Linked DNA regions of Zea mays: region 1 is linked to region 2. The links are chromatin contacts, called in public Hi-C maps. All regions are on one chromosome and are shown on one strand. Each heading gives the region's core, a stretch centred on a gene start, on an enhancer-like site or on the middle of the called end of the contact. The rest is flanking DNA. Distances are from core to core; before and after follow the strand shown. Region 1 has its middle 100 kb from the start of LOC103650508. Region 2 holds the start of LOC103652160 (formin-like protein 12).

The links. Hi-C and Micro-C count contacts between places; a contact is called where the count stands out from the background.
Region 1: a contact with region 2 is called in a Hi-C map of leaf, with 4 times the contacts expected there. The contact joins the enhancer-like site here to the promoter of LOC103652160 in region 2. A contact is called at or near these places in 4 of 25 Hi-C or Micro-C datasets (bundle sheath, endosperm and leaf).

Annotation. Positions count from the first base shown.
Region 1 is chr3:126,782,821-126,788,962 of Zm-B73-REFERENCE-NAM-5.0, forward strand. No RefSeq gene overlaps it. Among protein-coding and RNA genes, the nearest start is that of LOC103650508, 100 kb to the right of the region's middle. Within about 2 kb of position 3,736, at least 20 of the 20 cell types and tissues checked have an H3K27ac peak or open chromatin away from gene starts, as enhancers often do. A contact at or near this core is called in bundle sheath, endosperm and leaf, where this site is marked.
Region 2 is chr3:126,379,846-126,385,227 of Zm-B73-REFERENCE-NAM-5.0, forward strand. It overlaps LOC103652160 (formin-like protein 12), which reads right to left and starts at 3,272. Exons shown (of 18, transcript XM_035966297.1): 1 at 1,514-3,272; 2 at 209-1,433; 3 at 1-134. The coding sequence starts at 36.

The sequences.
Region 1 (6,142 bases), core at 2,486-4,985, 400 kb after region 2:
TCGAGTTTTTAACCTTGTAAGGTAAACCTAAACACACGACATGTAGGGGCACAATGTCCCCACAGAATTTTTAAGTTCTTAGATTTATTTTTGTAAATAACAATCAATTTTCGGATTTAATTTATAATTAAACAAGAATATTGGACTGCGGCCACTATTTCTTTGAAATCCAGGGTTTAATCTGTTAGAAAACGGACCCCAGTGTAATGATCTTACAATAACAGTGGACGACGGGTTATTTTGAAGAAAATTGAGGGGCACTTTATTAAAATGGCTGAGTTGAAGAGATACGGGCCGATCTGAACCGTCCGATTGGACTTCAGTGGCCATGATTAGATTTGATTGAAATCAAACCTAGGGATGGCAATGGACCGGATTCGGATCAGATATTGCAAACATCCGCTCACAACCATATCCACGGTCATCGATAATATCCGCCCGTGACTATACCAGCGGATAGAAATTCATATCCATACCCATGCCCATTGGGTTTTAGATATCCATCGGATATCCATCAGATATGACAAAGAACCATTTTCAACAATTCAATAACATAATTAATCAAATTTATTTCCAATTCACTTTATGCACAACTAAAAACTTAATACAAAATTAAACAAATATACATGTCCTTCAACAATCAACATTCTCAACATGACGAAAAATACATGTCTTGAATTGCAATAATAAATTCAGAATAGAAAGTTGCACATGTTTGTATGATTAGCTAGTTATCAACAAATACATGTATGCATGACAAATAAACAATTTAAGTACATGTCTGCATGTCAACAAATACATTCTCAAATGACAACAAAGACATGTCTGTATGTCTCATCTACTTTTGGCCTTCTGTCTTCTAAAGTTTTGAGGATCTGATCCTAGTGTAGTGTTGAGCACTTGAGCCAGCGCTAGGAGAGCTAGAGAGGGGAGCACAGAGCAGACACACTGCCATAAGGTATCTGTCAACAACAAACCAGCTGGGCTGTCTACCTGTCTGGAAAAATAATTGAAGTATTGGTTAATTTCGGATATCCAACGGATAACCCACGTGTGAGGTTTAATATCCAAATCCATGCCCACTTTACCTCGGGTCGGATACGAGTCTAACCCACAGGTCAAAAAACATATCCATATCTGGATCCGTCGGGTCGGATACCCAACAGATATCCAACGGATATCCAAATCCACAAGTTATATTCCCATCCCTAATCAAACTGTCGCATGATTAATTTTATGGGTAAAGATGTGCAACCTCTGAGAGTGTAAAACTAGTATATCAGCGTGCTCACGATCAAGAACGACTCAGGACTCTCGCAAGATTAATTTATAGAATTAAATTTAATCTGTCACTTGCATTGTATTTTGGGATTTATTATTAATTTTGATCTCTTATTTAATTGGGATGGTATCTACTTATACTTAGTAACAACTAATAACATTTTGACCAACTTGTTAAAAGAAACACTCAGCCTTAACCATTCTCTTTGGTAAGCCCTACACTTCACATGAGCCCCACCGTAAGTGAGCTCATGCACATTATTCTCCAAAACTTGTTGAGCGATGAACGTATGTGAGCTCACTCTTGCTATACTCACACCCAGGTCAAGAACAGGTACCACAAGATGAGGAGCATGAAGGATGCCACGATGAGTTTCTGAGAGGTCTAGGCCATCGTCTCCCAGTCAACTATGGTTGCGAAGGATCGTTGTCGTCATATGATGTATTTATTTAGCTATTTTCTACAAACCCCTATTATATAATAAAGATGTGACATTGAATTTAGTACCATGAGTCATCATATGTGTGAGACTTGATCCTAGCACACATTTCTTTCGCGCCTTAGTTTGCCCATTAATCTGGGTGTGACAGAAGTGGTATCAGAGGATGTTAATTGTAGAACATAACCTAGATAGAACTAGTCAAACCCTTACCTACTTTGTAAAATTTCCTTAATTATTTCTCATCTTTTCTTTCTTGAAACCAAAAGAGGATTTCACACCTTGGAATCCTATACCCAAAGTGGCCCTTAGGAATAGGAGATCTAATCTTAGGAACAAAAACAAAACTATTTTTGTAGATATCTATACGCAATGCTTGTCCTTATGATACCAGTCTGATTTAGTTCTTTAATTAAGTGTGATGGGTTGTGGAGTAATATCCACAATTGCATCTACATACATATAGGCATAAAAATATATTTAGAAAGATAGATTATCCCCCATATATAAAAACAAATAGATCTATCTTATAGACTCATCTTACCTGAAAAAGATTATATCTTATCCTTCCATCTTATCCTAACCACTTTTCTTATCTCATCCTAGAGTAACAACTATGATCTAATTCGAATTAATTAGATCTTATCTAGTCCAGTCTAGTCATACCAATCTAATCGAGATCCTATCTAATATGATCTAATCTAATAAGACCTAGTCTAATCGGCTCATATTTCTTGCACCTGTCTAAAGGGTATAGTAAATTAACTTAGATTAGTTAATACCGGCACCTGAGACCATGTTCTCACCTAATTCACTTAAACCTAAATTGGTGCATGAGACCAACTCGGCCATGAACAAACAACCTAACCAACATGTTCATGATGACCCCCATTCCAACCTAATATCAATGTTGTATATCCTACTCATAGTTATCTTAAGTATATGTTCCTAACTTGAATGGAAGTACCAAGACCAGGGAAGGAATGGATCAACCTCGTCAAAGAAGGATAAAAGTCAAACTAGATCTTCAGATAAATCAAGATCCACCGTCCTAAATGGAGTCTTTCCTTGCTCCAACCTTTCTTACCACAACTTACCTTTGCTCTACCCATATCTCGTCCTGCTTACTAGGTCGCTAAGACTTAAGCAAAGAATATAATGCCCATGCTTTCCTTATCACTACCAATTAGTCCAAAAAAAACTTTCTAGTTTTGAACCAATTTTGAACTAGAAGCTAAATCCAAACAAAACATCTGCATCCATTCTTACTAATCTCGAGGACGAGATTTTTTTAAGGGGTAGAATTTGTAACACCTAAAGTCCTATTTTGGGATATATAAAGGTTCTCCAAAGATTTGAGAATAAAATGACTTCCAATAACAATTTCATTCCTTTATAAAGTATATCTCTCTAAATTAAATACATATTGATAACTAATAATTTGGTATTCAAAACTTAGATCCAAAACTTAAAACTAAAAGTTGGGGCAACAAATAAAAGAGAGACTTTCAATATATTTATTGTTCCCTTTATATAATTAAAACACTCTTTAAAAATGTTTGAACTAAACTAATGCATGGTAGAGGTTATATATTAACTTATCCTAAAAACTTAATAAATAGTAAAATATTAAAACTAGGGATATTTTAGATAATGTGGTGAAATATTTTACATAAATTTTTCCCATGGGTTATATAAGAGTTTAGATAATTTTTAGAAAGAATGATTTATTCGAATTTTGGTTCTCTTATGTGAATTATACATTTGAAATTGATTTCTTCAAATAGAAAAGTGCTAAATAAATATTTTTCTTTTACATATCATACTGGGTTTCTGTTTGTGCATTTGAACTATAGTGTAGAATTCAAAACCCAATTTGAATTTAAACAAATAGAAATAGAAAATAAAAGAAAACATAAAAATAAAAAAAGGAACTCGCCTGTGCCTGGGCCGTCCTCACTGCCGGCCCAGCCTAACTTCCCGCTCCGCCTCAGCCCAGAATGGTATGGCGCCGACATGTGGGGCCAAACGGTCATCCACTCGGCGCCCAGGCCGCGCACGCCAGACTCCCCTCACCCATGTCGCACGCGAGAGTTGATTCTCTGGTCGGTGTGCCCATGATGCACCGTGGGCAGCGCGGAGGAGGGAGGTCTGCCGACGTTGAATCGTGTTTGCGCCCTCATCGAAGCCGCATAGTCAGGTCCGGGATCATCACTCAGTCCCCAGGAAATTCTTCGTGGCGTCTCCGGGCGCGGGAGGCCAGGACCAGGATTCAATGGGGATTTCTTGCCGCTGCAACTTAGCCACGGCGAAGCCGCATCTCATCATGGACTCACGCTTGGACCAACGACGAAGCCTGGCTGGAATTGCTAATGATGCCTCAGGAATTGCTTGATGCAGATCCACCTCTGGCCGTGGACGGACCTCTGCACCTCATCAACCCCGGTAAGAATATCCCTCAAACGTTCACGACCCTCTCTTACGCCCGTAGAAACTCTCGTCTAATCTTTTGGGTCTCGGATCGCCAGTACTTCCATGTCTGGTGAGGGCGCCGCCGCCCTGGCTAACCACACCGCCGTGGTCGTGGCTTGGGTAAGAAGAAGATGATGATCGGCCGTTGGATCGTTCACCAGCGGTAGGAATTAGAAAGTCGCGTACCCTTTCGTGGGGATTGATCTAGGCCATAGGATTAGAGATGGATGGCGTATAATGGTTTTAAGTCGTGGCTGCCTCTCGGCCGTCGATCTCTGGATCGACGATCCTGGTCAAATACCGGTTCATAAAGCACTTGGTTTAATCTCGCGCGTCCAAATTTGATCGTGTGGCTCTAATAAACTGGAAAACAATTCAGTACATCCCAGATACAAACGCACGCTTTTGCAGCCCCTCACATCCACCACCAAGAGGCCCACAAAAATAGATTAAAACTAGTCGGTTGCCCATGCGTTGCGACGGCTTACAACAATACCTACGTAAACTATCCATCAAAAAAAATTCAAGATTTTTTATTGATTGTCTCCGCTCTCTATATAATATATTTTTTGATTTGGCTAACTGATGTTATTGTTTACTCCATGCAAATATGTCTTGGTACAACACGGCCAATGAAGTGAGCGATTAGAAGAGAGTGCACAACGATTGACTGAATAAACAGAGATTATAAAATGACATAATTCCATCATACAGAGACCAAATAAGAGAAAGTTTGTGAGATCAAGTTTCTAAAATAAGTCCCATGAAGTTAAACTTATAAAAAAGATAGATCAAAATATTGAGTGATTGCTAAAGTCAGACATCAAAAAAACTGGATGCGCTACATATAAATTATGCTACTTCGTAGCAATTACTAACGTTTAAAACCAACAAATAACTTTTTATTTTGCTGTTAGTGTGACAAATCATTGCTGCTCTATCCAATTCAGCAATCTCAAACACCATGTAGTCTATTGCGCCAATGTGGTCTCATAAACGACATAATGCTTGCAAGAGCCAAGAACGTCGTGCCGTGCTTGGGCTGTAGCCTCGACCCGTAGTGCTGGCCGGGGCCGACACGATTATTTTTTATTTTACAAAAAAAACGTATATACCTATATACAATTTATATTCAATATTAAAAACATCTTAGCGTGATGTTCTACTGGTTAGACAGCATGGGTTCGGACCTCACCTCCTGCACCGTTTTTTAACATTTTACGCTGATTTAATTAAATGGATCTACGGGCTAACGGGCTGGCCCGACACAGTTAGCTGGCCGGCATGACATGTCTGTGCCATAGTTGTGGCCCGCGTGCATCTAGCCCGTGTCGGGCGTCGTTACGCTGATTTAATTAAATGGATCGACGGGCTAACGGGCTGGCCCGACACAGTTAGCAGGCCGGCATGACGTGCCTGTGACATAGTTGTGACCCGCGTGCATTTAGCCCGTGTCGGGCGTCGTTTGACATCTATAGACGTGCAACGGATTAATTTGAAATAGCTGTGAGGGGTTATTTGTAAAAAAATGACGCATGACGACCGTTGAAACTGGTGCTTTAAGTATAGTATAGATTTGCAACTTAACCCTTTAGTAATTTGTTCTTCTTCTATTTATATGGAACACAAGGTGGTGGACGTGAGGAGCTCCAAAAGAGTTCTTTTGCATCCAGGATGCAAAGATTTTTTTTCCGATAAACTCATACCCCTTCATCCAAGTCATTTTGCATAAAGAGCCCCTCAACTTTTGTCTATTTAACCTGTTGTCCATCATAGTTCAAGAAACATTACAAATGAGTACGAGTTTTATTGATTTAGACTCTAGGTTCCTTATAAGCTTAACCCGACATCCCTATATACATTAAAATAGGTAAATTGATTTGGAAAATATAGAAAACCCTCAAAATTGGTTTTTAGTAGGAAAATAAATGTGAAAGCTTGCAAAAGCC
Region 2 (5,382 bases), core at 2,022-4,521:
CTGGATGAAAAAGGTATTGAACATCACCCTAAACATTAACCTTTCATTTCCTTGGCCATCATCCACATGCAGACATTCAAGGACGACATCACCTTGGACGCAGGATCCTACATTTAACTTCACTGGCGCATTATCTGCCTGCAAAAATAGTTAACGAGTAACTTGAATAAATAGCAGAACCATTTAGATAAGACATGCTTGATGGTACCTGTCTGTAACGCCTAATATGTTTCTTGGCCTTTGATGGTGGTGAAATGACACTATGACTTCTGTCAGTTGTTGGAATATCCTGCCCATATACTCGAACAATTGGCCGACAACCACCGACTCCATCAAAATTTGGAATTTCTCTAAGAATTACACAATCCAAGGTGAAAGGAATAGGTTGTGTAGGCCATCCTATGCCGTCATCCATTCTGCATATGTACCCAAGATACCGAAGATGAGACGGTTGTGGATTCAATGTGGTTAGCATCTGAAGAAGCTCCTTTGGGGCTTGCTTGTACACCATATCTAGAGTTCTTTGCTCCCCATTATATTGTTTCCTGTACAGAAGAAGACCTGCAAGCATAAATGCCAACACTGGCCATCCATCTTTCTCACAGTGCATTAGTAAAATATTTTGCTGCCCTTCAAGCATAAGCCACCTTTCACTCAGCCTTAGGAAGTGGAGAATGATATCCAAAGGAAGTAACGGGCATCCTAGATACTTGCAAGGGTAGTCTTTGGCTGTAATATTGTACTTGGAGAAAATGCCTGAAATAAGACTTTTTCCTTCATCTCTAAAGTTAAGTACCATCAATGAAGAATCTGCAAACTGTTCACGGAGCTGCAAAATAATGTTGTCCAGGTAATTCTTGTATCTGTATTGGTCCATGGTTTCTGTTGAGAAGCAACAATCGAATACTGCAAGCACAAACAGACCAATCATTGCACATTAATGTCAGACTTAATTTGACAATGTCTATAACCATCATAGAAGTATGGTGCAAGGCCAGAAGCCACCCATTCAATTTTTTTATACGAGACTACAGAAGTAGCAGATCAATACATGATAGCCTTGATCCTACATAATCAAATCATAAACGCATGAGCTGGTGTGTAGAAAGAACAGGACAGTCCTGTCAGAAGTTACACAATGGTGACTATATCCGATCGCTCTGGACATAATCACAACCTCCACACAAATCCAAGAATTCGCCGAACTATGGACCAGAATACAAATTGTACAGATGCTGCTCGGCATGCAGGATTCTATAACTCGGAAATGGATGGCTGACGGAAAATATTCCACATGTTCAGCATACAAGATCCAGTTCGGAGGATCGCATCGAAAATTCCAGGCCGAGCTCATTTGGAAGGCGCAGGTGGAAAATAAATGCAAAGTCCACGCCTGGATACTCATGCACAACAAAGTCCTAATGGTGGACAACCTACAAAAGAGCGGGGTTCCCACATTAGGACCATTGTGTCTTGTGTAATGGGCCTCTAGAGATAACAGACAAGGTTACACCTTTCTTTGCTGTGCCCCTTCGCAAGGGCCAATTGGAGCCAGGTGCTATCCTGGAAGAATTTCAATGTGCAGCTACCCTAACAGGACCCCGCCTGCATTACCGATTGGTGGGAGGAAGTAGTAAGCAAGGTGCCAAAGCACGACCGCAGCCGTTTCAACGGAGTGGTAATCTACATTGTGTGGTACCTGCGGAAGGAGAGAAATAGGAGGATTTTTTAAGATGTGTACAAGACATCGCAGCAGGTCACCTCATCGACCAAAGAAGAAATAGTGCAAAGATGTAGGACGAATGGACGATGTTCTTTGCGGGTTACCCCACCAAGAGTGGGGGAGGGCTTCTCTTTTTGTCCTAGGACCGGTCTGTTGGGCACAATGGGCGTTCAGCTTACATAAAACTCCCTTTTCCTTGCTTAATTGAGCAGTGCCTTTACTTAAAAAATGCATGAGAGTTATCCTGTTAGTCCTACTAAGAAGTCACCTAGTTGCACTACTGAAAACCCATCAGCAAACAATTAAATACAGCAACACAAAGATGCCAATCAGTATTTCTACTTATGTGAAACTTCATGTCTTCAAACATGTTAGCAGCATTTTAGACTAAAATGCACTTCTTATTCAATTTTTTTTCTGATAGTGAAGTAGCAGATTAAGACATGATCGCATTGTTCTTGTTGATCAGCAAGCATTATCGTATTAGGCATAGACTAAATGTCACAGCTCCTCATCTATCTTCAAACATGGGTGTTACATTAATCGCATAACATAGAAACTTCAGAATCAAACCCTTGCACCAGCCAACGAGGTTGCTGGCAACGTTACTATTAATGTGCAGTAATAAACACGGGAAAAATACAGCGGTAGTCGAACAGTGAGCGAACCCTTCTTTTTGAGAAGCATAGCTCGAACGAAACTAGAATGGGGCCATAGAATCATGGTGGCACCGTAAGCTGATGCAGCATGCACAAGGAAGGCATGTTAGCTGGAAGCCTGAAAACAACATCCAGAGAAATTTGTTCCGGCACTGAGCGAAATTACATAATGCAGCTGCATTTCCGGTGCTAAAATCAATAGAACCTCCGATTGCACACACCCCGAAGTACCCCCCAAATCGGTAATTCGGTTCGGTGGCGGCAGTCGAACAGGAGGCGCGGGGTTACCGTACCGTAGACGCGGTCGGCTATCTCGAGGAGCCGATCCGGCGGCTTCCGATAGAAGAGCCTCCGGAACAGCGCCATTCCCTTGCGCTTCCGACCGCCGTCGGCGTCGCCGCCGTCTCCGGCGGCCTGCCCCCGGACCCACTTGCTCCGCGACGCCCGGGACCAGCCGACCGCACTCTTGCCGGCGGCCAGCCAGCCAGACCGCAGCGGCGGCGCCAGCGATGATCGGGCCCCGTGCTGCCCGCTGCCGCCGCCGACCTAGCACCCACTCGCCAGCGGAGGCTAACGATACGAACGCCGGCGATCGGGTGCGCCACGCACGCACCCGCCCGCCAAGCTCCCGGCTCGAGTCGCGGGAGGGCAATGCCGCGCGCGGCGGAATTCAGACAGCTAGGGTTTCCTTTCCCCCTCTCGTTGAGGAATTCTTTTTTTCGAGCGGAACTTTTTTTTCTGCTCGTGCTGCTAAAATTATTTTTGGGGTGTTGGAGGTGGCGGAGAAGGAAACGGAGGAAGACAGAGGGGAGACGACGGCGGAGGCGGAGGCGGCAGGCAGAGCAGAGCAAAGCTGAGCACGCGCGAGCACGATTGCTCGAAACAAACACACGATGAAATGCCTCGGGGGTAAGATTTTTTGTGCGTATGACATGTGGGGCCCGGCGCCAACGGTTGCACCGGTGCGCGCCACGCTGCTCGGCGCATGACATCACATCAGGCAGCGGTCACCGTGTGGGCTTTTTCATGATAGGCCGGATCTGCACTAGTCAGGAGCAATTGGGATGGGCCCGTAATAGCAGGATGAATCAAAGTTAGCCCAACGAATGGTACTCTTGCCGTGTTACAGAGAGCCCAACGTGTAACGGGCTGAATCCAGAGCTAGAGATTTCCGAGTCCGGTTTCTAAGAAATTTTTCATCTTTCCAAAAAAAAGTGATGGCCTGAGTTCATCATAGTTTAAATTCTGTCCAAATATGGAATCTGTTTAATGTCAAGAAAATAGACGAAGTCTCTATCCAAAATCAATGTTTAGGCATTTTTTTAGATAAGGACCTCAATCAAAGCCAAAAACCATCACACTTAAAAGAGCTTCGGACGACGAAGAAATGGGAAAGTGAAGGGGAGCTTCAGTGCCTTCACAATGGTCTATGGATAAAACAAGTTAAGAAGGTTTACATGGAGAAGAAAATCAGGATTGTAAAATGGTGTGATTGTACCCTCTCGTTAGCGAAGGACTACGGTGTAAACGTAAGGGCAAGGTTGCAATTTCATATGAATATGTATATCGTTCGAACCCTATAAATAGATGAATAATATCACTGTTACGGGGATCGGTCATATGTAACCTTGCGTCTATAGCATCTTTTTCCCGAGAGAACCTCCAAAGATACTACAATGTCGAAGTATATTTGGATGTTCCCTCCCTATGTTATCTGATATCTGTTATTCAAAGTAACCTAATCATTGAGCTTGACTGTTGCATATATGAAACTAGTTCATTGTCATCAATTACTTTGTATAATGTCATTTGTTTATACATTTAGTATGTTAACCCTTGTACTTGTTCCATGTGCTCTCTGGACACGGAGAACACAATCACCCTTCTCCCCTTCGACACCTTTGGAGGGGAGAAGGATTTGACAAGATAATCATATGACCATTAATATTCAGGTATGTTAAAAACAATGAGCTTCAAAACTGTGGATCAATTAAACATTGGAATCTTGATCATCAATTTCATTATATACACATCTTATGAAAGACAAAACTCTGTTGTCAGGGTCAAAACCGGGTCCCCAAGGCCCACGAGTCGTGATGAGTAAAGATACTCTGAAAAGGCTCGAGTAAGGCCCAATCTGCTTCTGGATCATGAGTAAACCGCTAATGTTTGCCCCTAGTCCCGATGTGAAGCAAGGACGCCTAGGGGTTGGGCAAAACGAAAAAGGGTTGAACGAGCCCTAAGTCAACCTAGGGGTCAGGCGAATCGTGCCTAGCCTAAGGGGATGACCAAACTAGACACAGGCACAAACAAACCACACACGGGTCAACGATCAAAAGAATGAGGATGACCACTCCATGATTAGCCTTCGTCATCATAACGGTCGCCACAACATGGAGGGGAATGGAGGTTGTTCCTATTCTGACTAACATCCACATCCATTACGTCTAAATCAACCATGAAGCACTCATTCCTCTCGTACGGATATAGGAAACGACACTATGGATGGACTACACTGCATGGTGAACCGTCAGATATTGGGGATACGAACGAGCCCATTGATAAGCTGACCGACCCTTGAAGCACGACCACTATCATAGGTGATACTGTGCTACCAACTTCGGCTTGGACCCCCCCTCGCTAAAGCCCAATACGTGCATGAAAGGGAAATGGCCTTAAACCATTTATTATATTGTTTTTTGTGCTTGATGACCATCACAACCATTCGGACTAATTAGTTTGCCTAGTTTTTGATTCACAGGTTCATAAGTTCAACATTTAGTTTCTAAGTCACAATAAGCTCAGATACAACGAAATAGGGGTAAAACATGGAATAGATGAACTACCAATAGTTCTACTCTTTGGATAAGTTCTAAATACCCCGAGGAACCTATTCAACACTTCTAGAGAAGTTGGAAAGCTCAGAATCAACTTCTCACTATTTTGGAGCTAGTTTGAGCAAAAGAAGAAATATGAGTTAAAGAATTAAAATGTTTAAGA